Linked DNA regions of Mus musculus: all the other regions are linked to region 1. The links are chromatin contacts, called in public HiChIP or PLAC-seq and promoter capture Hi-C maps. All regions are on one chromosome and are shown on one strand. Each heading gives the region's core, a stretch centred on a gene start, on an enhancer-like site or on the middle of the called end of the contact. The rest is flanking DNA. Distances are from core to core; before and after follow the strand shown. Region 1 holds the start of Kbtbd8os (kelch repeat and BTB (POZ) domain containing 8, opposite strand). Region 2 holds the start of Rbsn (rabenosyn, RAB effector). Region 3 overlaps Gm46970 (a long non-coding RNA gene). Region 4 overlaps Frmd4b (FERM domain containing 4B). Region 5 holds the start of Eogt (EGF domain-specific O-linked N-acetylglucosamine (GlcNAc) transferase).

Evidence for each region. Promoter capture Hi-C pulls out the DNA fragments that hold promoters and counts their contacts. HiChIP or PLAC-seq counts read pairs in DNA pulled down with a chosen protein or histone mark. Capture Hi-C pulls out chosen DNA fragments and counts their contacts.
Region 2: a promoter capture Hi-C map of liver shows a contact between it and region 1, with 5 times the contacts expected there. The contact joins the promoter of Rbsn here to the promoter of Kbtbd8os in region 1. A contact is called at or near these places in 1 of 39 promoter capture datasets (pre-B cells), 3 of 484 Hi-C or Micro-C datasets (CD4 T cells, CD8 T cells and regulatory T cells) and 1 of 9 other capture datasets (liver).
Region 3: a contact with region 1 is called in a promoter capture Hi-C map of liver, with 3 times the contacts expected there. The contact joins the enhancer-like site here to the promoter of Kbtbd8os in region 1. A contact is called at or near these places in 5 of 39 promoter capture datasets (3T3-L1-derived adipocytes, frontonasal cranial neural crest, hippocampal neurons and 2 more) and 1 of 9 other capture datasets (liver).
Region 4: a promoter capture Hi-C map of liver shows a contact between it and region 1, with 2.6 times the contacts expected there. The contact joins the enhancer-like site here to the promoter of Kbtbd8os in region 1. A contact is called at or near these places in 6 of 39 promoter capture datasets (the 3T3-L1 cell line, 3T3-L1-derived adipocytes, liver and 1 more).
Region 5: a contact with region 1 is called in an H3K27ac HiChIP or PLAC-seq map of embryonic stem cells, with 7 times the contacts expected there. The contact joins the promoter of Eogt here to the promoter of Kbtbd8os in region 1. A contact is called at or near these places in 13 of 39 promoter capture datasets (the C10 cell line, cranial neural crest, embryonic stem cells and 7 more), 1 of 484 Hi-C or Micro-C datasets (B cells), 9 of 115 datasets of contacts at active chromatin or transcription factors (embryonic forebrain, embryonic hindbrain, embryonic stem cells and 4 more) and 1 of 9 other capture datasets (liver).

The regions. Positions count from the first base shown.
Region 1 is chr6:95,116,324-95,118,927 of GRCm38.p6, reverse strand. It overlaps Kbtbd8os (kelch repeat and BTB (POZ) domain containing 8, opposite strand), which reads left to right and starts at 1,297. Exons shown (of 2, transcript NR_153843.1): 1 at 1,297-1,336. It overlaps Kbtbd8 (kelch repeat and BTB (POZ) domain containing 8), which reads right to left and starts at 1,048. Exons shown (of 4, transcript NM_001008785.5): 1 at 954-1,048; 2 at 195-405. The coding sequence starts at 969.
Region 2 is chr6:92,213,562-92,216,165 of GRCm38.p6, reverse strand. Rbsn (rabenosyn, RAB effector) reads left to right here and starts at 1,296. Exons shown (of 12, transcript NM_030081.3): 1 at 1,296-1,455.
Region 3 is chr6:97,516,513-97,519,116 of GRCm38.p6, reverse strand. Gm46970 (a long non-coding RNA gene) reads right to left here. Exons shown (of 5, transcript XR_003956336.1): 1 at 1,357-2,604. It also overlaps a transcript of Frmd4b not described here. Among named protein-coding and RNA genes, the nearest start is that of Gm46970, 22 kb to the right of the region's middle. Within about 2 kb of position 1,321, at least 28 of the 459 cell types and tissues checked have an H3K27ac peak or open chromatin away from gene starts, as enhancers often do. A contact at or near this core is called in liver, where this site is marked.
Region 4 is chr6:97,409,354-97,411,957 of GRCm38.p6, reverse strand. The region is part of intron 4 of Frmd4b (FERM domain containing 4B); the gene reads left to right. Among named protein-coding and RNA genes, the nearest start is that of Frmd4b, 77 kb to the left of the region's middle. Within about 2 kb of position 1,292, at least 61 of the 459 cell types and tissues checked have an H3K27ac peak or open chromatin away from gene starts, as enhancers often do. A contact at or near this core is called in liver, where this site is marked.
Region 5 is chr6:97,147,582-97,150,185 of GRCm38.p6, reverse strand. Eogt (EGF domain-specific O-linked N-acetylglucosamine (GlcNAc) transferase) reads left to right here and starts at 1,300. Exons shown (of 18, transcript NM_175313.5): 1 at 1,300-1,354; 2 at 1,928-2,309.

The DNA of each region.
Region 1 (2,604 bases), core at 48-2,547:
AACTCTGGAATCCCACCTCAAAACAGGGGCTCATTAGTAAGACAAGCAAGACCTGTTACCTACTCTCAGAAAATAAACACCTGGTTTGCCTTTATGTATTTGTCCCAACTCAGTACCACAATCAAGTGGCTAACACTGGGTTGAAAGGGAGTCTTGTACGGATAGTAATATATAAGTTTCTACCGTCGTCATACCTGAAGTAGGGGCTGATTGCAGCAAGAACGTTTCTATGACAGGAAAATGTTTTCCCGTGATCCACTTCCACTACAATGTCTGTCAACTGTCCTTCATCGTACATTGTTTTGAGTTGCTTAAGAATACTGCAAGCATGGAAAGGATCCATGGTATCGTTGGCTGTGTCTGAAGATGGAATCCCATTCGGTGTTGGGGAAGACTTACTTAAATCTAGGAGAAAAATCGCACAACCACAAGAAGTTCGAAGCCAGTTTACGGCATCGTGGGTTTTTTTCCCCCCCACCCCGTACACAAACGTCCGTGTGTGGGCACAGGAGCGCCGACACAGGCTCTAGGAGCCGAGAGCTCAACAAGGGCGAACAAGTTCCCAGGCCGGCGCGCTCCTCCGGAGCCCGGCGAGCCCGGACCGCCGCGCTCGCGGAGGGAGCGTGTGAGGCGAGCCAGCCGAGCCGGCAGCGGCGGCGATGCGCGGGGACTCGGCTCCGGGTCGAGCGCGGGACGGAAGGCTCCCGAGGGCAGCGCGATCGAGGGCGACTGCCAGGGCACCCCTCAACCGCCTCGCGGGCGGCCGGTACCCAGACGCCCCATCTTCGCGGGCGCGCCGCCCACCGCCCTCCTCCCCATTCATCCTCGCCTCCGCGCCCGCCGTCTCTCCATCCTTCCCTCCCGCCTTAAGGCCGCCGCTTCAGGTTGTGGCCGGCGCCCGCGCTCCTGCTTCCCTCCTCCGACACTGCGGGCGGCCGCACCACGCCACCCACCTGCCGACGCGGCCATTACTACAGGGGCCCCGGCTCCGGTTATTTAAAGAGGAAATGTCATTGCGTTTCGCTCGCTCCCGGGTTCCGGCTCTGCTAAGCGTTGCCTAGCCAATGAGGGTGGCTGACCGAGTCGGCTCCTCCCCGAGCCTCAAAATACCTGGCTCTGATTGGTCAGTGCGCGATTACCAGCGCGTCGGGAAATGTAGTTTTAAGGCCCCCGTTCCCGCGTGCTCCTAGTCGGACAGAGGCCCAAGCCGAGCATTTCTATTGGCTAGCTGGGCGGAGGAGCGCCCCGAGCCCGCCAGCCTGTGCCTTGAGATGCACAGCGCCCGCTGGGAAATGTAGTCATCTGGCTGAGGCGAACTGTCACTCTGAGGAGTGAGGTAGGAAAAGCTCTTATTGAGCAAATTTCCCCGGCAAGGGCCTCTCTCCTAGTCTCGACTCCACTTTAAAAATAATTGTCTTCATACCCCAAATTCCCTATCCGTGACTAGATTCTGGTATGAAAACGCGCTCTGCACGAGGGCTATGAAACTCCGAAAAGTTGGAAATGGTCAGGAGGGCTGTTATCCAAAAATACAAAGGATATAAGACAACCCCCCCCCCCCCAACACACACACACACACCATCGATAGGTCTCTGATGAGTCACCTGTAACGCCCACTTGAAATTGCATCCCCTTAGCCACATGCCCCGCTTTTCACAGATCAACTGGGTCTGGTTACATGGCCACTCAGGACCTGAATCCACTTGGCTTGCATTTCTAGCACACCAGGAAACACCTGTCACACCGAAGAGCGCTCGAGTACTCAAGGGAGACTCGGATAATTGATTTCCCCTGGGCTTCTTGAACGTGAAGAGGGCCTCCGGCTTTCCTGTGAAGAGATGCTGGAGAGAGGCTGAGCCTGGCGCTCCTCTGGACCGTGCTCAACCCTGGCTCTTGCACAAGCTCTTCCAGCCCTTGAACCTCTCTTATAACAGCGAGCACTCGGCATTCAGTCTACTTCATAGTTTTTTGCAAGAAAGCAGGGGTTTTATTGTTGACCTATTTTTTTTTCTTCTCCTATTGTGTGTGTGTGTGTGTGTGTGTGTCTGTCTGTCTGTCTGTCTGTCTGAGTCTCTGTGTGTGTGCATTTGTATCTGTGGTTTGGTGTTTTGTTTTGTTTTGTTTTGTTTGCACGAGTGGATGTACATGTTGGGGGGCGGTGCAGGTGCACGTGGAGGCCGGAGATTGGTGTCAGAAATCCTACAACGCTGCTTTTCTACCTTATACAGTGAAGCATGGTCTCTCAATCGAAACCCAGAGATATTAACTCTCTCTCTCTCTCTCTCTCTCTCTCTCTCTCTCTCTCTCTCTCTCTCTCTCTCTCTCGGCATGGCAAGCACTTTAATCACGGAGCCATCTCCCCAGCCACCTTGTTATCTATTCTGATTTCCTCATCCTGTTTCTGGCATCTAACAGGATGCTCTGACAAGTTGTAGAAACTTAAAAGATGAATGGAAAGCGAAGTGAACAAATACTTGCAGATACCCCTTTATCAGTGAATGGGAAGGAAGCTTCAGTAGAGACTTAGTTCACAGTAGTAACTTTCCTAGCATTAGGTCAAGCAGTTGAATATTTTATTATTTTTTATTTATGTATTTAGTATAT
Region 2 (2,604 bases), core at 47-2,546, 2.9 Mb after region 1:
TGCCATACTGTCTTTTGTAAATTGCAGGGGCTATTCCTGGTTGTCAACTTGACTATATCTGGATGAACTACAATCCAGAATTGGGAGGCTCACCAGTGATCCTAATCTGGAGGCTGAGATAGAAGTTTCTGACCTGAATCTTGGCATGGAGATCTTGAGGCACAGTGGCTATGAATTCCAGAAGATTAAGACAGGAAGATCTCCAAGTCAAGGTTATCTGGGATTAAAGGTGTGGTGGCAGACACCTTTAATCTGGGCCACACCTTTTGCTGGAGACCTATATAAGGACATTGGAAGAAGGAAGATTGACACTCTCTTCTTCAACTGCTTGCCTTGTGGGACTGAGTGACTGCTAGATCCTTGGACTTCCATTCACAGCTGCTGCTGACCATTGTTGGGAATTGGACTACAGACTGTAAGTCATCCACCAATTCCCTTACTATATAGACTATAGAGTTCTGTGACTCTAGAGAACCCTGACTCATACATAAATGCCACTTATTTTGCAGAGATCTAGCTACCCTCATACTTTTTTATGCTTTTTTGAGATGGAGTTTCATGTATCCCAGTATGGCCTTGAACTTGCTATGTAATTGAAAATTAACTTAAATTTTTGGTCCTCCTGCCTCCATCCTTAGAGTATTGGTGTTACAGGCATGGGTGTGTGGTGGAAATTGAGTCCCAACCAGGATCAATTGAGCCAACTTCCAATCCCTGACACGACTCCTCAACGTCTCTACTTTCTTTGGCTCAATTTCCACGTCTTTCTGTCTCCTCAATGTGCTGAACATAACTTAGTCTCTCGCACTCAGAAACTTTTTTTTAACAACAACAACAAAAAAGTAAAAAAACAAAATTTTGTATGTGTGTTTTGCCTGCATGTCTGTGCACCACATGTGCAGTGCCCATGGACTCCAGAAGAGAGCATATAGGTAGCAGACAAGCAGTTTTTCAAACCTGGGTCCTTTGGAAGAACAACCGCTGTATTAAGGCATTTATGCAAAAATCTCAGAAACTTTTTAACGGTCTCTAAATAATGTTAGCGCTGCAGGCACATTATTTAAGAGCCAAAGTCTCAGTTTCCCCACCTATAGGGTGAGTGAAGGGCGAGTGTAGGGTTTCACATCGATGTGTTGCTAGGACCTGAGAGAACTTCGCAGTTTACCTCCTCCTACTGGGCCCGCCCCGTTGCGGCAGCGCCTGCGCAGCATCCTCTTCCAGGTTCAGTGCGCTCGAGGACTCGGCGCTCGACCGCCGCGTGTCAGTCTGTCTTCCGGTTTCTGCCCGGCGCGCCTGTCGAGCGCCGAGCCACTGATGGCGATGGCTGCCACTGGTCTCTGAGGAACCTCGTAGGCCGGCAGTCAGAACCCGAGGTGGAAAGGCAGGCTGCCGACTGCCTGTCGGAAGCCGCAGGGAGTGAGAAAGGGTGTCGCAGAGAGCGCGGCGGTGGCTGAGGTGGGTGTGACGTGTGGTTTGAGATGACGATGCGGTCGGGAGATGAGGCTTTGCGGGCCTCGGCGCCGCGCGGGTCTCTGCCCGCGCCGTGACGTGTTGCGTGATGTCCCGCAGAGTCGCGTCCCGCGGGTGCGCGTGGCCGTGCGGATCTCTACAGAGCCCCCCGGCTGGGTTTTTCAATCCAGTCTGGAGGCGAGAGTTTGCACAACTGGCCTTCTGGTTGCGGCATCAATTGCGGTGGTTTGTGGTGGCACCTAATTAAGTGACTTTATGTTAAGGTCCCCCACTTCATTCGCGGAACCCTATTATCCCGCTCTCCGAGTTCTCGTGGTGATGGCGAAAATCCCAGGCTCTCCTTCCCGGCTGCTGTCTTGTGTTAGTCACTTCACTTGTGTATAGGCTATGGCACCCCAGGCAGCTGCTGTGAAGGCATCCTGGAGGGAGCCTGCCTTGAGTAAGGGGCGTTTCTCCAGGGTGAGAACTGAGCTGCGATGTGTGGCCAGGGTGCACGGGGACGACTTCTGTTTGACTTTTTCTTCAGGATGAGTTGCAGGCGGGGAGGAGGCAGCTGTCACACCCAGAGGATCCTGTCAGCCACTGGCTGGGGAGAGAACCGGTCGGACCTGAGGCTGGCTGTTTAAGTGATGCCTCAGATGCTTTCCGGGATGGGTCTGCATGTGTGTAGTCTCTCGATTTATTTATTTAATCTCAAGACAAGGGTCTCACTATGTATCTATGTCTGGCCTGGAACTTGACATGTAAACCAGGCTGGCCTCAAACTCACAGGTATCTGTCTGCTTCTGCCTCCCACGCCTGTCAAATTTCTTAATTAAAGGAAATAACAGGCACCTAGCGTCCTGTTTAATTTATTTTCTGAGTTGCTGTCACCCTTCACCTTTGAGGACCAGATGGTACCCTCCTCTGTGCCCTCTGCAGCACACCACAATTCTAGCTACACAAACTCCCACTCTGTGCTGTGATATGTGGCCTCTAAAGTCTTGGAAACAGATTTCTTTGCTTCTGTGAAATGATTTTATCCTTGTTCTCAATGGTTAGGAGTCTTTCAGGGTCACATCAACAGTGACTTTGCTGTAGTCCAATAAGACAGAAAATGTAAGTTATTAAGCCCTGAAATGTTTAAGTATCAGA
Region 3 (2,604 bases), core at 72-2,571, 2.4 Mb before region 1:
GTTTTTTTTTTTTTTTTTTTTGAAACAAGGTCTCATGCAGTCCTAGCTAACCTCAGATCTTTATGTGGTTGAGGATAGCTTTGAACTTCTGATCTACCTGCCTCCTTCTCCTGAGTGCTGTGGTCATTCATGTGTCCAGTTTATGCTATGCTAGGCACTGAACCCAGGGCTTCCTGCATGCCAGGCAAGCACTCTACCAACAGTACTATACCAACAGCCTGCCATTCTGTAACTAAGTGACACATCTTAGGCTGACACCAGTCCTTGAAAGTATGCCTTCTCCGTGGAAGCCTGACTGAATTCTCTGCTGTGGGGAATGGGGGTGGCAGGGCACCACAGAGCATCTGGGTGTGTGGAGGTGGGGGATGGGTGCCTGCTTGTGTCTTACTTGTCTCAGCCTCCTCTCCTTCCCTGTTGGGGATAAGTTAGAGGTGTGTGTGGGAGAATGACAGTCTCTGTTTTCTTCCTCTCCAGGCTGACTCAGTGAGAGGCACAATGGGAGGGAGGGCCTGGGAGGGGGACAGTCCTGAACCTGTTTCCTTCACAGACTTCCTCTGTCATTGTCTGTCTCTGGCATTGTGGCTGTCGATGCTGGGGCTTCAATGGTCCTCCACAGGCTGTCCTCCTCCACATATCTGTCCCCTCCCCCCCACCCCCACCCCCACCCCCACCCCCACCCCCACCCCCACCCCCATCCCTGGGCTTACTGATATCCACTTTCTTTTTCCCTGAGCCCTGTGGGCTGTCTTCTATTTCAATTCAGCCAATGAATTGCTGTACCGAAATGAAAGTAGACCACTTGTTAAATCCCCGTGGGAAGGTTTAAAGTGGGCCTTCATAGAGGGGTGTTACATGTTATCGGGTGCTACCCCATCTCCATGTGCTAGTCTGGTTAAAGTTCGTTTAGAAGGAGAGCATTGAACTCCTTATTTTGGAAACTCACATTCCTTGATTTGAGTTCTGCTTTGCCAGTTGCTAGGTCAGTGGCCTGGGGGAACCGTGAGCCGGAGTATCCTCCCATGCCCATGTGCCTGCTGCAGCGGCTGTTGGAGAAGTGGGTGTGGTAGTGAGCGTGAAGCCAGATGCCATGCAGAGAAGCCTGCCTAGCACTTCTGGGTTTGCTGACTTGAGCAGACTCGGCCCTCTTTTACCTGAGCATGAACATGGAGCCAACGTCTTTTTGGTAGGGCAACAGGTGTCTGCCACCTTTGCTAACTGAATTCCGGCTTGGTTTCAGATGAGGCTGGCCCCTCCCTCATGGGGTCAAAGTCAGGCCAGTGAGGCAGCTGTGACAGGGTCAGAGCTAGTGAAGACAGCAGGGGACTCCTGCTGGGATGACTAGGAAGAATCGCTTACCTTGAAGCTTGTTCAGTAAGTCAAGTATCAGGCCGAGCCCTTGACTGATACTGGAAAGGACTGCCTCACGGTGAGGTGAGCAGGGAGGATGGGAGTGAGAGAGAGACCGGGAGAAAATCAGGCTGACACAGAAATGGCTGAATTCTCCACATTCAATCTCTGATCCGTTCATGGTGGCCCAGCCTGTTTGAATTGGGCTCTCATCCCCGCAGTTGAAAGACTTGGCTAAACATCTCCCTGTTCCATTTCTTAATGTCCCTCAAACCTGTCCCCCAGTGTATTTTGCAGTTAACATTAATCTTATTTTCTGGCTCTGAGCCATCTCCCTTACACAGAGGACATTTTCTTCCCAGGATACCTTGCTGCCTGAGAGTATGTTGTACTCGACTCTTCGCTTGGGTAGTCTGCCCTTATCTATTTTCTAGCTGAGATCTGAACAGTAAACCCCTTGCAAAACAAGTTCATCAATTTTCTATCGCTGTGTAACCAATTACCATTGATGGCATGGCTTACTCGGCACACGTGGGTGGCCTTGGGTCAGGATGCTCACATAATTTAATTGGGCCCTCTGCTCAGGGTTTCATCAGACTGAAATTCAGGTGCAGGCCCAGGCTATGATCTCGCCCAAGGCCCAGACTCCTCCTTCATGCGCATTGGCTGCTATGAGACTGTGGCTCTCTACAGCTGTAGGACTGAAGTCCTCAGCCACCTGTAGCTCTCACACACACAGGCTGGCTGCACAGGAGAGCTGTGTACTTCTTCAAAAACAGCAGGCCACCTTTCTCTCCCTTTTGTAATGATGCTTGAGGGAGCATTTCCTGGGGTGATGCCAGGAGTGCCTTTGGCATATAACATAAGCTGATCAGGGTCACACAGCAGCCCATCCTTGTCATCCTCTTGGAGCTAGAAGCATCGAAAGCCCCAGCTGCACACAAAGGCATAGGTTACCCAGGGCGTGCACACCTGGGGTCCATGTTGGCATTCTGCCGTTACCTCTTACCTGTAACCTCATAGTCTAAGCCCACTTCAGTAGGGATTTGTACTGGCTAGTAAAGTTGTCCTATATAAACAGCATGAGAGCTATGGTGTGTGAATACATTTTGGATTTGAAAAGACTAGTGTACTCGGTTGCGTAATGGCCCAGAGGTATGGAGTCTTAATTTCTGCAATCTGTAAATGTTGCCCCATATTATAGACTTGACAGGGGTGATTAAATTATGGTTCTCAAAATGAGGGGGTTACCCCAAA
Region 4 (2,604 bases), core at 43-2,542, 2.3 Mb before region 1:
AGGAGAACTCTACTGACCCGTGCCATGTCCTGTGAGCTCTGTTTGGGAAAGCCCCTCAGCAAAGTCCTAAGACCCATGCCTTTAACTAAATCAGGGATTTTCTCAGAGCTGGCCCACCAGGCAGGTATATAAACATTAATTATTACCAACCTAAGAGAAGTAGAATATTTAAAGACTAATCAACCCTCTTGCCCTCTCCATAGCTTAAGATACAAAACACTGCCAATGGAGACCACGGTTCCCGTTCTTATAGCCTGCCCCCACTTTAAACCCGATAGACAGTTTTACCACAACTTTGTATTGCTGGTAGATTGTTTATAAACCAAAGTTATTTTCATAAAGCTGATTCAGATGCCTTCACCGGGAAAGGCTCTTGCAACCAAGCCCGGCTGCCTGAACTTGATCCCTGGCTCACTTGTAATCCCAGCCCCAGTGAAGTCAAAACAGGTGGATCCCTGAGGCTTGCTGGCCAGCCAGCATAGACTGCTTAGTGAGAGCCCTTAGTAGTGAGGGACTCTGGGTGCAGGGTTTACACACACACACACACACACACACACACACACACACACACACATACAGACACACACACACACACGCACACACTGTATAGCAGTGAAACAAGAAAACAAACTCCAACAGTTGTCCTCTCTCCTCCACAGGCATGCACCCATACACGTAAACATGCGCACCCAGAAGAAATAAGTGTAAAACCATTTAAAACTAATTCAACATGAAGCATAGTCTAAGATCATGGGGAATTTTAATGACAATACATCTCATTTTATACTATGATGTTGGAAACCCCACCCCAACCCCTCTACTCCCTCCCTTCGCCTCCTCTTTTCCCTCTTTCTTCCTTCTTTTCCTTACTCCTCCTCCTCCTTCCCCTCCCCCTTCTTTCCCTCCTCCTTCCTATAATGTTCAGACAAAGAAAGTCATGGTGAATGTTTACAAATATCCAAATGTTTCCATTATTATTAACGCTCAAGAAGGAGGGTACCCAAAGTGACTTATATAGGTCTAAATCATAGCTGAAAGGTGTCCAAGGATCCTAAGGAAAACCTGTAGTACTGAAAGGGTGTGGTGTAAGGCACATGTGCCCAGAAGTGAGTGAAGGAGGGCCCCACCAGAAGCAAGGAGAACAATGCCCTTACCCTAACTCTAGGGTTAGGGTTAGGGTTAGGGTTAGGGTTAGGGTTAAGGCTAGGGCTAGGGCTAGGCTAGGGCTAGGGCTAGGCTAGGCTAGGGCTAGGGCTAGGGCTAGGGCTAGGGCTAGGGCTAGGCTAGGGCTAGGGCTAGGGCTAGGCTAGGGATAGGGATAGGGCTAGGCTAGGGCTAGGGCTAGGCTAGGGCTAGGATAGGGATAGGGATAGGGCTAGGCTAGGGCTAGGGCTAGGCTAGGGCTAGGGCTAGGCTAGGGATAGGGATAGGGCTAGGCTAGGGCTAGGGCTAGGCTAGGGCTAGGGCTAGGTCTAGGCTAGGGCTAGTCAGAAACTGAAGGGAAAGTTGGTGTGAATGAGGTACCTATAAGGAATGAAGTTAACCCTGTGAGTATTTCCAACTCTGAAAACACAGAATGAATGAGAAGTTCCTTTCCACAGGAAGTTCCTTCACCTCTCCTTTCCCACCTTGTGGGATAACTGGGTGGGTTTTTTACTGACTTACTGTTTGTATCTTACGAAGGATGGGGAGAATATCTGTTTCTTTGCTTGTGCATACTTCAGCTGGCCAGCCTCCTGCAAACACATGGGCTGCCCCTGGCTATGCTAAACTCTGGACACAGTCAACATCCTTCCACACTAATCTTTGTGGACACTCACCACGTTTTTGCTGTGTCACAGTACAGCCAAAGGAATGTGTCTTTGGAGAATCTTAACAAATACCATTTATTTAGTGACCACATTTGTGTGCCTGTTCTGCAGACAGCTGCTGAGGTCTAGCGTGTGCCTGAAAATTCCAGAGAGCAAACCCTGCCTCCCCTTCCTGACAGCCCCTCACAAGGCCTTGCTATCTTTTGCAGCAGGTTCCTGGAATTCCACAGCACTTGGCGGTGGCTTGTTCCTGGGACTTTGGCCCCTACTTAGCAGTTATCTCAAATGTCCTGTAGCTGCTTGGTGTTAACTTTCTCTTCTCTGCTAGCATAATTGAAACCCTTATCAAGGCTTTAATGATTCACTTAACTCATCCTCCAAACAAGACAGTGACATCATCATAGCCTTTATTCTTCAAAGCAGGCAGTTGTTACTCCTGTTAAAGAAATGATCGTGCTGAAGCCCACAAGGTAGAACTCTCTGCATCCTGAATGGGCTTCACTGAGGTCACAGAATGGAGGCTCACAGTCCAGGGACAGCTAGTGAATGGCTTTTGTCACAGTTGTTTGTCACAGTTGTTTGTCGGAGGTTCTCACACCACAATTAGAGAACACAGAATTGTTGGTGACATTTCCATCTGAAGAAAGAACCTGTCAGGTTGCTTGTTTTGACTAGAAAATGTAACCAGGGAACTCAAACTAGAATTTTTAGATTTTTTTTAACTAAAAAAAAAAAAGAAAGAAAGAAAGAAAGAAAGAAAGAAGGAAAACTTTAATATTAGGCTTACTTGTAA
Region 5 (2,604 bases), core at 51-2,550, 2.0 Mb before region 1:
AAATTATATACATATTAAACACATACACATATAAAACACAGCTGGTCTGGAACTTGCGACATAGATCAGGCTGGCCTCAAACTTACAGAGATCCATTTGCCTTTGCCTTCCAAGTGCTAGCTAGGATTAAAGAAAGGCCTTCCCTAAAGTGCCCAGCCCATGTGTATGTTGTATGTTACTGGGGATTGAACCTGGGGTCGTGCACATGTTAGGATAGCACTCATCTCCGTGGTCACTAAGTTGTCTGGGTGTCTTGAACTTCCTTTTATTTTTTATTTTTTTTAAATTTTTTCCATGACTCAGCCTGTGGAGTAGCTGGAACAGCAGGCCTGTACCACCAGTTCTGGTTTCAGTTCTCATAGTAGCTTCTTAAAATTTATAAGACATGTAAGCCTTGTGAACTGAATGCATCTGAGCATGTTTATTTTGACACCATTAATATAAGCTGGGTCCTTTTTTTCATTTATTAGTATTGTATAGGAAGGTGTGAGTATCCAGGAGGTCAGAGAACGAGGTCAGGGAGTGGGTTCTCCCCTTTCGTGGTAGGATCCTAGGATTCAACGTGGGTCGTCAGGCTTGCTCCCACAAGCGCTTTGAAAACTCTAAGCCACCTGTCAGCCCTTGAACCCTTTAATCATAATTTAATGGCTGTCTCCCCCATGCTCCAGAAGGCATGCTGGAACTGCAAGGTGTCAAGAATGGAAGAGAATGGGAGATATGCATACACGTAATCATCACCTAAACAAGCAGTTAGAAATCATCATGAAATAGCAAAAACGTAAAAATTAAACAAGAGTAGCCATTGGACTTGGACACTTCATGGACAGGTACAATTCCCTGGAATCTACAGTATTTTCACTACCCACCAGAGAGTGTCCCACTACATCCAGTCTCATTTGAAAATCAGGGCAGCAACTTCTGCTCAGAATGGGAAAGCAATAAAATTACAACCCTGAGTGATATGTAAACAGTCCCGTAGTCTGCCTGCCTACTCTCTGGTGCTGGAGACCTGCCAAGCGCCTGGAGGAGCAGCCAGGGACTTGCACCCCGGTGTCCCACGTCCCGGAGGGGATGTAGGCGGGTGTCCCCAGTGGATCAGGCTGTGGGTCACAGGGTGTCCGTAACCTTGGCTGATGGGTGTCCAAGAGTGCCTTCCAGACTCTGGTCGCTGGGTGTGGTCAAGGCATTCCGGTCCGCCCTTGAGCCCCGGGCCAAGGTGTCGCGGCAGCTCCCGGGCGCCCCCTGGCCCGGCTTGGGCGCCGGAGGTTTCCGGTTCGCGGCTGCCGGCGGTGACGTCTCGTTACTCCCAAGCTGCCGCCACTGCCGCCGCCGCCGCTCCCTAGTCAAGCTGCAGGTGGGCCCCGCGCCTTCCCCGCCTGTTCCTGGCCGGCGCCTGCACCCCCGTGGGCCCGCAGCCTGACTCTGGGACTCTGATCCCAGCCCGCGGCCTTCAGCTGGTTACCAGGAGTTGATCGGTGGCTGTAGGCTAGGGAGATGCCCAGCCAGGCCTGCCCTGTTGCCTCGATCCCCATGCTGGGGCGGAGTGGCTTCTCCAGGCACACCTGGGAGCCGAGCGTCTCCTAAGACAGCTGCTTCCCCAAGCACCCGGGGCAGGGTTGGCTGCTGCCGGGCGCGAGGGGCTGACTCCGCTACACAGGGGAGGGGTTGACGTTCCGCAGACAACCGGAGGATCGCCACAGCAGGATTGCCACTTCGGCGCCTCAGGCAGCCGAGCTCTGTCTGAGCTCTGTCTGCTTGCCTACCTTGGGACTTGATAGTCTTTGAGTCCCAGATGCACTTCATCTGTCCGCTGCTGGCTCTGTTGCCCAGCAATGCCCTAAGCCATTCATGTGGTAGTCCTAGTAACCCCAGCTCTCATGGTTTACGGCGTTCAGATTTTTACCTTTTTTTCCTCTTCTCTTTTTAGGTCCGTGAAAATCCAATCAAGCCACACACGAGTGGAGCGCGATTGACCGTTTTGTGCAAAAAGACGCGGTAGCCTAACCTACTAAAGCTTTCATCCCTGCCAAGTCTTGCCAGAGAACTCAACTCCGGGAAGGCTTTCTGCCAGGCCCTGAAGTTGTACTTTCATGCACCACAGGGAACCATCACCCAGCATATGCAAGTGGGTACATGCCCTCCCTTGCAAAAGCCAACTTTCTGATCTGCTCCTTTAGATTTTCCCCACGGCCAAGGGTTACTTTTTTCCATGAATGGTCAAGTTTTGTTAACCGGCAGAACGCATTGCAGAGCTGTGGATTTGGATACCCGAAATTTAGGACCTAGTGCTCCAAGCCGCGACCTAGAAGGTTAGTCCAAGGGCTGGGTGGCCTGTTGTGATCCTGAGGTTGGCACTGGTCCAGGCAGCCCCGGGAATCAGAGAACAGGATTACTGCAATGAGAACCAGGAACAGGCTTTGGTCCTAGGAATGTTTTCTCTGCTAATTATCCTGTTGGTCTGGATTGAGTGATGTGGTGTGAAGCGGGCTACCTCCTTCCTGCTCACCACTAGTGTCTGCTCCGTGGGTTACTATGTCCAGGGGACCCTGGGCTCTGACTTTGCTTTGAGAGACTTAGTAGTGTTCATTCACTGAGGAGAATCAC